Regions from separate parts of the Mus musculus genome. Here region 2 is linked to region 1. Evidence: chromatin contacts called from public HiChIP or PLAC-seq data. All regions are on one chromosome and are shown on one strand. Each heading gives the region's core, a stretch centred on a gene start, on an enhancer-like site or on the middle of the called end of the contact. The rest is flanking DNA. Distances are from core to core; before and after follow the strand shown. Region 1 has its middle 31 kb from the start of Nudt4. Region 2 has its middle 49 kb from the start of Gm47708.

Evidence for each region. HiChIP or PLAC-seq counts read pairs in DNA pulled down with a chosen protein or histone mark.
Region 2: an H3K27ac HiChIP or PLAC-seq map of embryonic stem cells shows a contact between it and region 1, with 6 read pairs. The contact joins two enhancer-like sites. A contact is called at or near these places in 1 of 39 promoter capture datasets (embryonic stem cells), 1 of 484 Hi-C or Micro-C datasets (uterus), 4 of 115 datasets of contacts at active chromatin or transcription factors (embryonic stem cells and stem cell-derived neural progenitor cells) and 1 of 9 other capture datasets (adipose tissue).

Annotation. Positions count from the first base shown.
Region 1 is chr10:95,593,490-95,596,827 of GRCm38.p6, forward strand. No RefSeq gene overlaps it. Among named protein-coding and RNA genes, the nearest start is that of Nudt4, 31 kb to the left of the region's middle. Within about 2 kb of position 2,027, at least 40 of the 459 cell types and tissues checked have an H3K27ac peak or open chromatin away from gene starts, as enhancers often do. A contact at or near this core is called in embryonic stem cells, where this site is marked.
Region 2 is chr10:95,679,581-95,683,062 of GRCm38.p6, forward strand. No RefSeq gene overlaps it. Among named protein-coding and RNA genes, the nearest start is that of Gm47708, 49 kb to the right of the region's middle. Within about 2 kb of position 1,596, at least 89 of the 459 cell types and tissues checked have an H3K27ac peak or open chromatin away from gene starts, as enhancers often do. A contact at or near this core is called in embryonic stem cells, where this site is marked.

The sequences.
Region 1 (3,338 bases), core at 777-3,276:
CCATCACAGCAAAAGAAAAGTAACACATGCCATTAAATTCCAGGCTGACCTAAAACTCAGGACCCTTCTGTCTCCACTCCATACCACCACACCTGGATTCTCCATGATCTTCTGGTGTGGGTGATAGTTTTATGGATTTCTATTACATCTCTTCAAAAAAATCATTTTATGATTCTCCTTATCTGATTTGGAAGACCCCTCTCCCTGCAGACTTCTGTGCTATGATTCGAAGTGTGTGTTTTTCTGGAGTGCTATGCCTTGTCTTCCTGTAGGTTATGAGTTCACAGCTGCCTTGAAGCATCCCACTTCTCACATTCCACAGTTGTATAGCGCTGCCCTCTGCCCTGGATCTGGGGACCAATCCCATCATGTCCTTTCTTTCTGTTCATCCCAACCAAGGTCACTGCCGAACACTGGAGTCTGATCCTCACATGGCCTTATACATCTCCTTATCTCGTTATCCCAATAGCTTTCTTTCTTTTTAAAGACATTTTTCAAAAATGATGTATTTGTTTTGTTTGTAAGAATACTCCATAACTGTCTTCAGACACACTAAAAGAGGGCATCAGATCCCATTACAGATGGTTATGAGCCACCATATACTGGGAATCGAACTCAGGACCTCTGAAAGAGTAGTCAGTGCTTTTAACTGCTGAGCCATCTCTCCAGCTCCCAAGACTTTATTTTTAACGACATGTATGTCTGGGTGTGGGTATGTGTGTTCTGTTTTATAAAAAGATAAGAAGGAAGGAATATGTTTGGTGGAGGTGCAGTATAGTATGGGGGAAAGGGGTGCCTCTGCGGGCCCATGCTGAGGCATCCCTTCCCCCTGAGGGACCAACTACACGATGGTATAGTATAGAATAGAGTTTATTTAGGGCATGGGAAGGGAAGTTGAGGGGGTAGTAGAGACAAAGGCAGAGAGAGAGAGAGAGAAAGGAGGAGGAGGAGGAGGAGGAAGAGGAGGAGGAGGAGGAGGAGGAGGAGGAGGAGGAGAGGCCCGCCAGGAGCACGTGGGGGAGGATGGGGTAAGGGAGCAAGAGGAGAAGAGAAGAGAGCAAGAGAGTGAGGATAGGGCAAGCAGCCCCTTTTATAGTGAGTCCCGCACACCTGGCTGTTGCCAGGTAACTGTGGGGCTGAGCCTAGCCGAGATGTCGCTCAGCATCAGATCTCCATGCAGCTAGAGTTCTAAGACGTTTGGAATTGCTTGATGTGGATGCTAGGGAACCAAACTCGGGTCCTTTCCGAGAGCAGCAGTGTGCTTCCGGTCACTGCGTGGAGGGGCCTCAGCAGCTTCCTCACAGCAACGGACATTCCCAGACACTCTTGTGCTGATCTTTCCACAATGGAGACCTGGCTATCTCGGGGAACACTTAGTGGTGTGTGCGAGCTGGGGGGTGGAGGGGTGCATTTCTTCTTCTACACTCCTTAAATGATGGGTTTGTAAATAAGTGGGTATCTTCATTATGGCTTCCAGAATATTTCCCCTACTATGTTTTGCCCCCCCCCCCCCCCCGCCCAAGGTCAACTAGCTCCCAGTAGTAAGTAGTAGCTTTCTCTCACAACAATCCCTCATTCTGTAAAGATTTTTAGCTCCAGATTCATCTTCCCGATGGGCCATGCGTTCGTTCATGCTTTTTCTTCTTTAGGCTTGTTTGTTTGTTTATTTTTAATGTGCATTGGAGTTCTGCCTCCAAGGTGTCAGATCCCCTGAAACTGCAATTATAGACAGTTGTGAACCACCATGTAGGTACTGGGAATTGAACCCCTGACCTTTGGAAGAGCAGCCAGTGCTCTTAACCCTGAGCAAACCATCTCTCCAGCCCTCTTTTATGATTTTTTTCCAGTATCTGGCCTTGGAGTCTGTACTTTTCTCATTGATGTGATTAAAAAACTCAGCAAAAGCGACTTAAGGTTTTATCTGTTTTGCAATCTGAGGGTGCATCCTGTCACAGTGAGAAGGCATGGTATTAGGACTGGGATGCGGCTCCTGGACCGGTCTCCTTTTATCAGCCCGAGACTCAAGTCCAAAGGGTAGTGCCACGCATATTCAGGGTGGTTCTCCCTCCCTTAGTTAAGCCTCTCTGGAAACACAGGTAAGCCTCTCCTCAGAGACACAGGTGTGTCTTCTGGTTGATTACAAATCCAAATGTTTTCCTATTCCAATGACTTCCTACCCTACCGCATCTATTCCTTGTGTGTGTGTGTGTGTGTGTGTGTGTGTGTGTGTGTGTGTGTGCGCGCGCGCGCGCATGTGATTGAAGGTTGAACCAAGGGCCTTCCTTGCACATGCTAGGGAAGAACTAGGCTCTATCCCCAGGCCCTCATAGTCAGTTTTTAGCCCCCAATCATTACTAATACCGCAGCTTTCCTGTCACCTCAATTTCAAGGGCTTCCTGTTATTAGTACAATGACTACGGTATAGAACTGGCTCACTCTGAGCACTCGCTGGTTAGATCATCTCAGGCAAATAGGTTACATTCCTTCAATCCCGTTTGCTCTATTCAGAGGCTGTTGTGCCAGTTAGCTGAGGTCAGACATTAGCAAAGAGAGACAGCAGGAGAGGAGCTGGAACAATGAACAGATTAAGGACATTGAAATTAAGCTTCAAAGAAAGAGGGAAAGCCAGAGCCGGGAGGACAATAGTCCCTTCTGGAGGACAGGGTTGGGACCCTGGCTGAAGGACAGTGAATAGATTGTAAGCGGGACTCCTGTTGGGTTGGTAAGGAGGGGACTAGAGAGATAAAGGAGGCCCTAGGATCCACAGAGAAGATAATGTTCCAGAGCACACAGTAGGGGCTGAGTAAATATTTATTGAGAAAGTAGGTGGATTCTGCAGAGGCAGGCAGGTTGTGCTATTTTCTCAGCCTGTTTTGGATAGAGCCCTGCGAGCGGTGGCCTGTTTTCCACAGGTGTTGGGGGAAGGGCAGGCTCTGTTCTGCTGGCTATTGAGTAAACAAAACAAAACAAAACACCGCAGGAGCTGGGAGTGATAGTGCTTGTCTGTAGCCAACACTCAGGAAGTAAAGGGAGACAACAGGAGTTCAGGGTCAGCTTCAGCTTGAGGCCAGCCTGGCCTACATTCCAGCCTCCACCCCAAGTCAAGCAAACTGAGTTGGACTTGGACTCAGTAGGTGTTACACACACACACACACACACACACACACACACACACACACACATACACTGTGTATATGTGTATATATGAAGACATGCAGTGGGAAAGGCAGGAATTTGATCAAGATCTATTGTGCATGTGTAAAATTGACAAAGAAAAAAATAAATAAAAATACTGAAAAGAAAGAAAAAAGGAAGGGGGCTGGGTGAAGGATGATGGG
Region 2 (3,482 bases), core at 346-2,845, 86 kb after region 1:
TGCAACTCACCCTGGGGAATATGCTCTGGCGAATTATTACTATTTAAACCATTTCATTGTAAAATAGAACACATGCCAACGTGCTATATAGAAATTATTGAAAACGTACGAATCATTTATTTCAGCAGGTTTTTTTTTTCTTTTTTTATGTACAATTTTGGGGCCAGGGTGAGTGGAAACCACAGGAAGAAAGATTGTAGCAAGGATTGGTGACATTTGATTGCTCGCTAAAGGAGGCCAGATACACGAAGTAGCTTTCAATACTCTAAAATTGTCCCACACACCCCAAAGGAAGGCCAATAGACAACCCATCTCCCTTGCAGATTCCTTAGCCTTCATGCCCTAACCACCAAGGACATTCTCTCTTCTTGGCCCTGGGGAACACATCTACTGTTCTCATCTGGTTTAATCTAATTTTCAGTGTGTATGTGGGGAGAGGTCATCCTTTTTATTTCTTTGGCAATGACCAAAATATTCCTTCAGGACCCTCCTCCTATTTAATGTTTCTACTTTGGGCATAAGTCCCGGCTCCTTCTCAGCGAGGCTATGGTCCTAACCTTTTGGGGTTGCTGTGGGCAACTATACAATTGGCTGTTACTGCTCAGGGCTGTGGGAACAGCTTTCCAAAACAGCTAAGCGACCCAAACCCAGACAAGCGCGTCTGGATCTGTGAAGTGCTTCTCGTATTTTGTTTCCTTTTCTGTGCACAGATATTTAAAAATAGATAGTAAGAACTTGCAATCGCCGTGAGGGGAGTTGTGTGTAGAAGGACGGCCCCTCCTTTGGAAATGACATCGTTACGGCTTTTTAGAATGTGAGCAGATTTGACATAGTAGAAAAAAAAATATGGATATTTTGGTCTGTATCCCACTTCCTGGCATACAGCTACACCAAACCGCGTGTCAGTTCTCAGAAATGATGTGACTTTTGGATGCTAACGGGATTTCTGATGTTTAGGGCCTCTTGGGTAGTCTTCAGACAGAGGCTGGTTGCCAAGGGAAACAGCCAAGTGAAGCAACAACTTGGACTTTCAGCCTTACCCTCTCCTCTGACCTCTGGAGAGGGAGAGGGGCGGGCTAGCCTTTGAGGTGATCGTTGTTGGCCAATGGCTGAATTAAAACCCAAAAGGAAGCTGTGGAGAGCTTCGGGTTCATTTAACAATCTGCCTATATTTAGATTCTGGGAGAATGGCAAGGCTCGACTTTGCCAAGGTGAAGAGTTACACGTTAGAGCAGCCTCCGTCTCTCCCGGGGTGGGTGCCTGTCGGAGGCACGGAGGTCTTTGCGCTCACCGACAAGCGTTAGGGGACCTGGATGTTCATCATACGAGTTGACCCTTCAAAGGGAAAAGTGGATAGCCTGCAATCTGCCCAGAAGGCTGGGACTGGAAATGGCTAAGAGCTTGGTGACCTGTGTGCTGTCTGTGTGGCTGCGACCACACTGGATCCGGCCCTTACTGTGAGGTTGTCACTCTGCGGAACTTTGTGGAAAGTTGTCTGTGGGATGTTTTTGTGCACGGTGTATTAAATGCTGATGTCAGTATCTAGAGACCTGGTGGCTGTCTGGACTTTGGAACTGTCATTATTATGGAGCATTTCCTGATTCGCTATTTTGTAAGATATTGCTTTCCATCACCTTCTGATTGGTTAATATAGAGCGTAACAGCTTATAACTGGGCAGGAGAGGCGGGACTTCCGTGAGGGGGTGGGGAGGGGAGAAGATCTCAGGTGGGACCTGGTGAGTCGCTATTGGGACACAAATGAAGGCCAGGGAGAGACCAAAAACTGGCAGGTAAGGCGCCATATGGCTGGAAAGTAGGCAAGACCAGCATTATCAGGGTAGAATAGCTTAAACTCTGCCCAACTATAGTACCTGAAGCTTGTTAAATAATATAAAGGTCTCTGTGTCATTTATTCAGAGCAAGGTCAGGCATAGAAAAGCCCACGCTTTAACAGGCGTTATATGTACTTTACAACGAATCTTGATGCATTCACATCTTAAGCTTTACTGAGCTTGTGGGATTGAATTAATTATCACCAGGAAGATCTCACCAAACTGTGCTACACTGAAATATGCCTAAAATAAACCACTTGGGGTTAGATTTCCAAAGTCTAAACCAACACTAGCTACTAAGACATGTTGACGCAAACCACTTCCTTCTGATAACTGAAGTGATCACACAGACTCCCTATAAATGCTGTCCCTGACCCCATTGCTTCCCATGCTTCCTGGATGGAAGCACAGATCTTGAGGTATTGTGGCTAATGGCTGGGGTAGGTCTGGGATCAGGGAGAGACAAGGGTAAGCATATATGTGTGTGTGTGTGTATAATTTTTATATATAAAATGTATATTATATATTAAAATAATAGACAACATATTTTACATATAAAATAAATTATTTATATATAAATACTATACATAATTTATAAATAATGTATAGTATTTATATATAAATTGTTATTTTATATACACATACACACATGTGTATATATACATATATACATATACACATATACACATACATATATACATACATACATATATGTATATATATATCTTCCCCTGAGACCTCGTGTCTTTAGAGAAGCCTGCTGAAGACCAGAGCAGGGGCTTGCCAGCTGCAGTACCCATGTCCACAGGAAGCTACACTTACTAAAGTTGTTACGGAAAGAACACCATGAGCCCAGGCAGCGTCCCCTCAAAGACTCAGGTGCAAAGGTGCTTGGCCTTGTGTCCCAAGTGGCTTTAACTTTTCAGCTGGAGAAGCACGGCACAGCTCAGTGTTTAACTTACATGCCCAAGGCAGTGTAGTGTTTCCAGGTGTCTCATGGACAAAGTCACACAGTGTTTGATGATTGGAAATCTTCAAAGGACACATTTTCCTTTTGCCTGGGTGAGATCAGGCCGGGAGAAAGAGGAACAGATGACATAGGGTGAAGACGTGGGACACGGGGAACACAAAGGGAAGTTGTAATAAGCAGTTATTTTGTCAGTTTTCCTCTCAGGAATGAGGGGTCAGTGTCGATGTGAAGATGGACGAGGGCAGGTGAGAGGGCTCAGTGGGTAAAGGGGCTTGCTGCTAAGCCTGATGCCCTGAGTTCAGTCCCTGGGACTCACATGGTAGAAAGACAGAACAGACCCCAGAAAATTGTTTCCTGGTATTTGTATGTGTGTGTGCATGCAAGCACATGTGAACACACCTATAAATACACACTAAATCATATATATGTCCATGCATATATATGAATTACTAATGGTTATATTTTAGATATAAGCCAATTAAACTAAAAATGGATGGATGTTAAAAGGAAGAGTGAACAAATCAATGGATAAGCATAGTAGTGAACATGCGTAACTGTTAAACGGTGAAGTGGTCGACAGGTCGGCTGGACACCCAAAGCCATTAGTCAGCAGCTTCTCTTCCTTTCAGTTAAAAGCAAGGCCTCGTTATTCGGTCTGCATCTGTGGTCGCTGTGTGACT